Regions from separate parts of the Sus scrofa genome. Here region 1 is linked to region 2. A link is a contact called in public HiChIP or PLAC-seq data. All regions are on one chromosome and are shown on one strand. The core of a region is the stretch at or near the end of the contact, and the rest is flanking DNA. Distances in the headings are between cores, read along the strand shown.

What was found. HiChIP or PLAC-seq counts read pairs in DNA pulled down with a chosen protein or histone mark.
Region 1: a contact with region 2 is called in an H3K27ac HiChIP or PLAC-seq map of skeletal muscle. The contact joins the promoter of LOC102164415 here to the promoter of LOC102164889 in region 2. A contact is called at or near these places in 4 of 47 Hi-C or Micro-C datasets (heart right ventricle, liver and skeletal muscle) and 1 of 2 datasets of contacts at active chromatin or transcription factors (skeletal muscle).

What each region holds. Positions count from the first base shown.
Region 1 is chr6:46,611,134-46,615,873 of Sscrofa11.1, reverse strand. LOC102164415 (zinc finger protein 420-like) reads left to right here and starts at 2,556. Exons shown (of 11, transcript XM_021097540.1): 1 at 2,556-2,613; 2 at 3,503-3,577. The coding sequence starts at 3,545. LOC106510532 (zinc finger protein 345) reads left to right here and starts at 2,495. Exons shown (of 3, transcript XM_013998463.2): 1 at 2,495-2,613; 2 at 3,503-3,577.
Region 2 is chr6:46,434,272-46,438,727 of Sscrofa11.1, reverse strand. LOC102164889 (zinc finger protein 569) reads left to right here and starts at 2,349. Exons shown (of 7, transcript XM_005664555.3): 1 at 2,349-2,485.

The DNA.
Region 1 (4,740 bases), core at 1,307-3,806, 180 kb before region 2:
ATTATTGTCTGTGGACTGCTCCTCCCTGGTCTCTGCATCCCCTCCCTTCCCTTATTAGCCACTGTTTGCCTATATATGGGAAAATGACAAGACCCTTGAATTCCAGCACGCCTCAAACTCAGATTGAACCTGGGCTTGTAAGGAAGTTACCATATAAAGAGGTACAAAGTAATAACCTTTTGCTTTACAGGTTGAGTGTATACAGTCATGTAGCAGAGGGATTGAGAATACCTGAAGCCTACAATTTAAAGCTGAATCCATTATGCTGTGTAAAGATTCTAAATATGTCAGAGATGTCACTTTACCTAATGTGCCTATGTTGCTCTGTTCGCCAGCATCACATCCCTGTACAATTTCCTCTGAACATCTTTTCAGTGTGGCTGATAATTCCCGGTTGAACTGAACATTAAATCACCAATGTCTCTCAAAGAACAGAGAAGAAAAAAACATCTGGAGAGAAGTTTGTGGACATAACTCAAAACAGGTACCCCCAAAACAAAATATATCATTTAAAAAGTCAGCAGTTTCCTCCCACCGTGGCTCAGTGGGTTAAGAATCCAACTGCAGCAGCCCCCAGCTCCCTTAGCTGTGGAGACTTGGGTTTGTTACTGCTCCGTGGGTTAAAGAATCCTCTCTCCCACAGCTTCCTGTAGGTGGCAGTTGCTGCTGGGATTCAATCCCTGGCCCAGAAACTTCCATTTGCCATGGATGCAGCCAAACACACACACATACACACACACACACACACTGATTGGTATTCCATTCCAGAACAAAATGTGGAATCTTAAGTGTTTATATTAAAATGCTATAGGTGGAGTTCCCATTGTGGCTCGGCAGGAATGAACATGACTAGTATCCATGAAGATGTGGGTTCCATCCCTGGCCTCATTCAGTGGGTTGTGGATACAGTGTTGCCATAAGTTCCGGTGTGGGTTGTAGAAACCACAGGGTTGCAGCACTGCTGTGGTGTAGGCTGGCAGCTGCAAGCTGCAGCTCCAATTCCACCCCTAGCCTGGGAACTTCCATATGCCTGGGAATTTACACATGCAGTGGATGTGGTCCTAAAAAGACAAGACCAAAAAACAAACAAACAAACAAAAAGCTAGATGTTACTTATCACAATATGGAGCCCCTTCTCCTAAAACATACCATTTATATGTATTTATTAATTTGATGTCTGCGCCCTTGGCATATGGAAGTTTCTGGGTCAGGGATTGAATCTGAGCTACAGAGCCAGAGCTGCAACCTCCCTTTTAGCTGGGGGCAACCCTGGAATCCAATGGGAATCCAACTGGCACCTCCAACAGTGACCATAGCCGCTGCAGCCAGATTCTTAACCCACTGGCCATGGCAGGAACACCGACATGCTCTTATTATTACAATTTGAAGAGGAAATGGAAGCTGAGAGGACTTTTCCTCCTCTAGCCCATCCACCCATGCAGTGACCTACATTCACGTTCTGAAACACACACAGATCCACACACAATCTTGCCCTGACACACACACACACAATTACTCCCAAACACACGTGTCCACAATATGAACCTCCATCCTCCCAAAGCCACTCAGAATCTTGTTCCCACCTCTCTCTCACACTCATCAATTTTACCCACATACTGTCCCTCATTAATTCAACTAACCCCTAAATGTAGTCATGCCCGCAATCTCATCATGGTCTCACACTAGGGCCCTCCTTTGCCCGCTCTCACGTACATGACTGAGCTGTGGATTCCCCCCTTCTAACTCCCTAAGCTGCTTTGGTCCCAGACACTCAGGTCTCACGTTCGGTTTGCTCTTCTGGCTCCCCAACACGTTCCACAGCAACTTGCCCAGGGAGCATTTGCGCGTTCCCGCGGCAAAGCATAATTCTAAGCAGCGTCTTGAGCATTTATTTAACAGAGATCAGGCCCCACTTTAGCGCCTAGGGAACGCAATCCCTTTGGCCACTGGCAAAGTCCTGGACTACATATCCCAGGAGGCCATGGGACCCAGCATGTTGCACGGTGAGCGCCCAAAACCTGAGAGCCATACTCTGAGGCCGGGCTGTGTGAAAGTTGCAGCCGACAGTCACATAAGGAAGATTTTATTGAAGACTTTATTAAAGATAGGGAAGAGATACTGAACCCAACTTGGTCTATAACAGTAACCGGGGATTAATAGCCAATGGTCAGGGTGATGGAGTGGATGCAAAAAAAAAAGAGGAATTTGGTTAAGTATCCGGTAGGGGGATTTTTTTCTTGCTGAACTGGGGTCAGTAGATCAAGGACGAGGTCTAAGTCAAGAAGAGGGCCCAAAGGAGCTTGACTAAAGTTTGGTCGAGCGAGTTCTTTTCAGCTAAGCCTCGCGGAAGCCTCCCGTACGCTGCAGGTCCAAGCTCTTAACTACTGGGGAACTGGATAAACTGGAGACAGCTTTTAGCCCCCGTCGCCTTCTGGACTACATCTCCCAGAGGCCTCTAGGCCTAATGCCCCCTCCCGCGAGAACTATACCCGCTGCTGAGAGTGGGCGGGGCGTTCTGGCGGGTTGGGGGAAATGGCTTCGGGGTGCTGTGAGAGCTGCTAGGCTCAATTTAAGTAGAGTGGAGCCGTGCTGACCAGACCAGAGGAATAGTAGGTGAGATGTCCTGGAGCCTGGGGTTGGGACCGCGCCTGTCGGGAACCTCTGGCCTCTACGGGAGTCAGTTGAGAAGGGGAGATTGTGAGGAGCGTATGTGTCTGTGATTGTGTCTTTGTGTCTGTGTGGCCGCGTACCGAACTCTGAGGGCGGGGAGGCGGGCTTGATTTGCAGTTTTGATTGTGCTTGTATGACTGGGTGTGACACGAGAGTGCGATGTTCCTTGACTGCGGTTGTAAAACTGTGTATCCTTTTGGGGTGTGTGTGTGTGTGTGTGAGATTATGATCATTTGCTGAACCACGGGTGTGGAGGAAGACTTTATTAAAGACTTTATTAAAGAGAGGGAAGAGATATTTGCCTGTGAGATTTATGGCTGTTTCCCCTTGGGGGGTGTGTGTGTGTGAGAGAGAGAGATTGATTGATTTGTGGTGGTAGGATGCATGTGAATTTGTTGCCATTGTGTCCCCGTGGTAGGTGTCACTGGGTATGTGAGAATGTGGTGTGCCTGTGACTCTGCTGTTCTGACGGACTGCCCTGTGGTGTGTGTAATTGTGTGGCTGTCTGCAGCCCATTGTGTTGGAGGTCTGAGGTGCCTGTGTCCCCGTAGTGTGAGTTTGTATGATTATGTGTATCCATCTAGCACTGTAGGTGTGGGGCGTCTTTGTCTTGGAGCCTCTATGACTCCAGCGCTCTGTTCCCCGGAGACCTTTGTTAGCTCAGGGACAGATTCTGCCCAGAACTGCAAATGACCCTGCTCTTGTCTGTAATGGTGGTATTGAGCAGGACGCCCGAGCTTTGTCTGACCTACATCTGTAGGTGATGGGCGGTAATTTGACTTGGGGCTTCCAGAAGAGCCTGGTTTCTCCTGACTCCTTTTTCCCTCCTCAGCTCTGCTCTGCTTGAATAGAATCTTCCAGAGTGGAGTAGAGAATGGCTGTTGAACATCCTCAAGGCACCTGCAAGGTAGCTTGTCGTTTCTTGAAATCCTCTTTTCTTTGTCAGTATGTAACTGGCTTTCCTCCTCTTGAAAATTCTTGCCTATCAGATGACCTGATCCCCGGAATTTTTCATGTGTGAAATGTGATTTAAACCAAACCCCCATTCACACATGCACCTTTCTCTTTCTAATTTGTCAAATGGTTTAATTTTTTCTCCAGCTGTCTTAAAAAAACCCAACTATTTCTTTTTTAATATAAAATTAAAACATGATTGTTTTAAATAATTTCAAAAGTATGGCAATCCCCAATGAAGAAAATTTAAATTCCTACCTAAAACTAATGGCAACATTTTGATATTTTTTTCTCAGCATGTTTTATGTACATATATAAAATGTGATTTTAAAAAATTGAATTTATTCAGCATTTACTATTTTATAACCTTCATTTTTACATAAAATTATATTTTCCCCACATAATTTAATATTGGACACATTTTTAGAGGTACATATTTATTTGAAATGCCTATGGCTTATTTTTTAAATTTCAAATTAGATACACACATGCCATTTAATATCCATTTGTGCAGTTTAACAAATAATATAACGACTTGTGTAAAGAGAGGCTGCAAGGGGAAAAAAAAGACTCATGTAAGGAATACCCAGGTCCAGTAAAAGAATACAGCCATCTCTAAAGCAGCCTGATATATGCCTCCACAACCTGGAGGCACTTCTGGTGACAACCACTTTGTCTTTCATTAGAACTTTGGTGTGAATTCCAAAACCACATAGATTCAGTTTTTGTCTGTTTTATATTTTGGCATGAATAAATATTCTTTTGTGTCTTTTTTCATTAAAAATGTTTGTGAACATTTTCATATTTCTATAACTACAGTTCATTTTTCCCATTGCTATATATGTGTCTATATATATGTGTGTGTGTGTGTTATATGTATACACACACACTATCTCATTGCATGATAATATCAATTTACTTGCTTCCAGTTTTTGGCTATTTCAAGCAATGGGACTGTGACTATTTTATGCACATATTTTGGTACATGTGTGCTTGAATTTCTTTGTATACTAAAATTGTTAGTAAATTGTTGAGGGCTACTGTTCATGCATCTTCAGTTTTTCTATGCCAAAGCATCCTCTAAAGATACTGTGCAAATTTTTTACTCATATCAGT
Region 2 (4,456 bases), core at 1,100-3,599:
TCCTGTGTTGCTGTGGCTGTGGTGTAGGCTGGCATCTGTAGCTTTGATTCAACCCCTGGCCTGGGAACTTCCACAGTCCGTGGGTATGGCTCTAAAAAGCTAAAAAAAAAAAAAAAAAAAAATCAGGTGTTCCGCTTTGGTAAACATAAGTTTTTCAAAGTCTGCGAGTCTGTTTCTGTTCTGCAAATAAGTTCATTTTTATCCTTTTAGATTCCACATATAGGTGATACCATATGTTTGTCATTCATTGTCTGACTAAATTCACTTATTACGATGGTTTCTAGGTCCATCCATGTTGCTGCAAATGGCATTATTTCATTCTTTTTTATGACTGAGTAATATTACCATTGTATTATGTACCACATCTTTATCCATTCCTCTGTTGATGGACATTTAGGTTGCTTCCATGCCTTGGCTATTGTAAATAATGCTGAAATGAACATTGGGGTGCCCAAGGGGATAGGTGGAAGAAGGTGGAAGGGATGGACTGGGGGTTTGGGACTGTGGTATATAGAATGAGTGCCCAATGAGGACTTGCTATATAGCACAGAGAACTCTACCCAGTATTCTGTGATAATCTATATGAGAAAAGACTCTGAGAGAGAATGGCTATGTGTATATGTATGACTGCTGTACAGCAGAAATTATCACAAATTTGTAAATTAACAATACTTCACTAAAACTTAAAATAGATAAACAACAAAAAATGAAATCAGGAAGCTGAACATAGAACCATTAACTCTGTTCTCTTCTTATCTATTAAAATAACTAGCAAAAAATAATTCTCATAGTAGACATAAAAATAATGTACTGTCAGTAAACACATAGGAGAAAATAAGCCAAACTGATTTAGAGGACATGTTCTCTCTGTGCAGTGTTTGGAACCCTCTTTTTCCTCCTCAGAAACAGGTTCACCCTACTCTGAAACAGTGCCCATTATCATCTAGTGAGCGGAAGGCTGTGAAAGGAAAACTACCTTCTACTGCTTCCCAGAGATAACATAGTCCTTTGGACTTTCTATAGCTTCTCAGTAAGCTTAGGAGTCAGAAATCTGACTTCAACCACCACAAGTTCCTGATATTTAGCATGATGTAGTCTGCAGTATTTTGTTCTCCTTGCCAACATACTATTGCACAAAAGCATAGACTAGGGTGTTTTCATAGATAAAATTCTCCATTTTAGTCCCTACTGCAAAATTATTGCACTGAATCTTAAACTTTCATTTGTCAATTGTTTTTTAATTCTTAAGTCAAACGAACTCATATGAAATGCTGAAGAAAAAAAAAAAAGAAAGTAAGAAAATCAGGTCTTGAGGGAAGGAGTGACATACTCTGGATTGCTGGATTCTTAGGCTCCTGGTTACCTCTCTCCTTTTCCACTTAACACTTCTCACTCCTGATGTCGAGGCCACTTTATTGACATGAACTTTCATTTGATGGCTCAACATCTTTGTCTTCTTCAATATCTTTCTAAATTACCTGTAATACCTATGTCCTTTTAACACACACGGACTGTAGAGTAACACGGTGTAAAAATCATGGGTGTTTCCAGTAATACACATTCAGAAATTTCTATAATTTTTTCCGTTTAATATTTTGGTGATTATGGTTTATTACCTTAACCTTGTAAGTTCCAACGTTGTAACAAGTGCCAGTCAGAAAAGCAGAAACACACACATGGAATGGACACAAACACACTGTCCACTGTCTCTGAACAAACGTCAGTGCTGGAATAAAGAGGTCATACAAATAATCGCAAATTAATTCCCACGACCCCAAGTCACTGGACCTCCCTCGACCCCGCAGTCTCCCAAATTCCACCGCTTAAGTCTCCCACATACGACCACGCAATGGCACTCCTCCCTTTTCTAACTGCCTCCAGGAGCCTGAAGCTCCGGCTCTCGTCTCTCCACGGCGCCCTGATCTTTCCCCACCGTCATCCCACTGAAGTCCAGTCCCGGGTGGGGCGTGGACCAGAAGGAACTAAACAGACTCAGCCGAGCTTTCTTCACGGACCGGGAACCAAAACGCCGAGAACACGAAGATCCAGCCAAACATTAAGAGGAAACTTTTTGCAGAAAATAGATGTGGGCCGAGATGGCCTCTGGGAAATGTAGTCCGGGGCAGTAAAGCTGTGGATCTTTTCAGATACGTCTCAGCACCAAGTAGCAATCCCAGGTTCCGAGGGCCGGACTCACGAGGGGCAGCTGCGGCCAAACTCTCAGCTGAGCCCCCTGGGCCGATCTGAGAGCGCTCGAACGCAGCGGTCGGTTGTTCCCACCGCTGCCCAACCGAAAGGCCAGCCCCGCCCGGCGAGCGCGGGGGCCGCTGGGAAGTGTTATCCTTCGTCTAACGGACCGAGGCCGGTGCTGCCTTCATTCGCCGCCGGCCCGGACCTTAGTGGCGCCCCAGCTAGGGCCGCACCGGCTCTGCCACTTGGGCGGTGTGGAAGCGTGGGATTGGGGCCTGTGTCCGCGGGCTTGGTGGTGAGTCCTCGGGAGGCCGCGAGCTCACAGTCCGGGACTCTTTGTGCTGGGTGGAGTAGGGGCCTGCGGACCTGGTGCCCGTGTGGTTGGAGGAGGACGCGGGGCAGGGCTTTGCCCGCGCGGGTGGTTCCCTGAGGCCGTGGGAGTGGCGTGTGAAGGACTGTGGGCGTGTGGCTTGACAGGACTTTTGCCAGACATTTGCCTGTGACTGAGTGTGGCCCTGGGATCGTGTGCGGGCGGATTTTGTGGATGTGCTTTTCCTTTTCTGTTTCAATATGAACGTGGCTGCGCATCACGCAGAAAAAACTCCGTGGTTGAAGGGTAGATAGAGTTCGGTTGTGTGTGTAGTTTTGTGAGACTGTTTGCACCAGTGCTTGGTTTCTGTGGTTATGGTAATCGGAAATATGTTTTTATATGAGACATCAATAGCCTCGACACTTTGTATTAGTATTTAATTTCAAAGTTTATTTTTGTATATTGGCTAGGTTATTTTGTGGGCTTTAACATCATGCTCCTTCCTCCCGACTCCCCGCCCCAAATCACAAAATACAGAAAAGCTCTAAGAAAACAAAAATCGGAGTTCCCGTCGTGGCGCAGTGGTTAACGAATCCGACTAGGAACCAGGAGGTTGCGGGTTCGATCCCTGGCCTTGCTCAGTGGGTTAACGATCCGGCGTTTCCCTGAGCTGTGGTGTAGTCGCAGAAGCGGCTCAGATCCCACGTTGCTGTGGCTCTGGCGTAGGCCGGTGATTACAGCTCCGATTAGACCCCTAGCCTGGGAACCTCTATATGCCGCGAAAAGCGGCCCTAAAAAAGGCAAAAAGACAAAAAAAAAACCAAAAATCATTCCTATTTCTACCTGCCACTATCAAAATTTATTTCCCATCTTTTGCCGCCTCCCTCTGTGAATACATACACATGGAATCATATATATATTCATAATAGCTTGAAAATTGGAATCACACTATAGGTACGTTCTGTAAACTACCTGTGCCATTTAACAATGCCCAATTAATATCTTTCCATTTAAACTATTACAAGTCTACATCATCATTTTAAAGTTTTTTATGGTATATATTTTAATGCATACCATACCCATGTTGGGTAATTTACTTCTTTTCAACTGCTTGCCTTTATAAAGAACGTGTTTATCAGCAACTATTTGGCACATGTTACAATGCACTTTATTTTTCTTTTTCACTGGGGGGGGGGGGGGCATGTGGAAGTTCCTGGGCCAGAGATCCAGTCCCAGCTGCAGCTGCTAACCTACACCACAGCTACAGCAACCGCAGATACTTAACCCACTGTGTGAGGCTCGGCATCCAACCTGCAGCTACTGGGATCCTTAACCAGTTGTGCCACAGCGGGAACTCCCTATAGTGCACATTCTTAATTTTTTAATTTTTTTTTTGAGGGGGTAAGGGGTTGTTGGATAGGGGGCAGGGTCTTAGAAGTGAAACTGATAGGTCAAGATATATGTGCTTAGTAAAGTCTCCCTAGGAATTCTCTGGTGGTTCAACAGGTTAAGCATCCCACATTGTAGCTGCTGTGGCATAGTTGGATCTCTGGCCTGGAAACATTGCCTGCCTCTGAGGTGGCCAAAAAAATAGAAAAAAAAGGCTCCTAAATGTATCCGATTATTCTCTTGTTAGGTCCCAATAAACTATAGTATTCATGGGATAATATAAGATTGCCAGAGTTCCTGTTGTGGCTCAGTGGGTTAAGAAACCCGACGAGTATCCAAGATGTGGGTTTGATCCCTGGCTTTGCTTAGCGGGTTAAGGATCTGGCTTGCCAAAGGCTGTGGCATAGGTTGAAGATGCAGCTTGGATCTGGCATTGCAGTGGCTGTGGTGTAGTTCCCTAGCCTGGGAATTTCATTTGCCGTGGGTGAAGCCCTAAAAAGACCACACACACACAAAAAAAGATTGCCTATATTCATACACCCTTGATAACAATGGTTATCATTAATA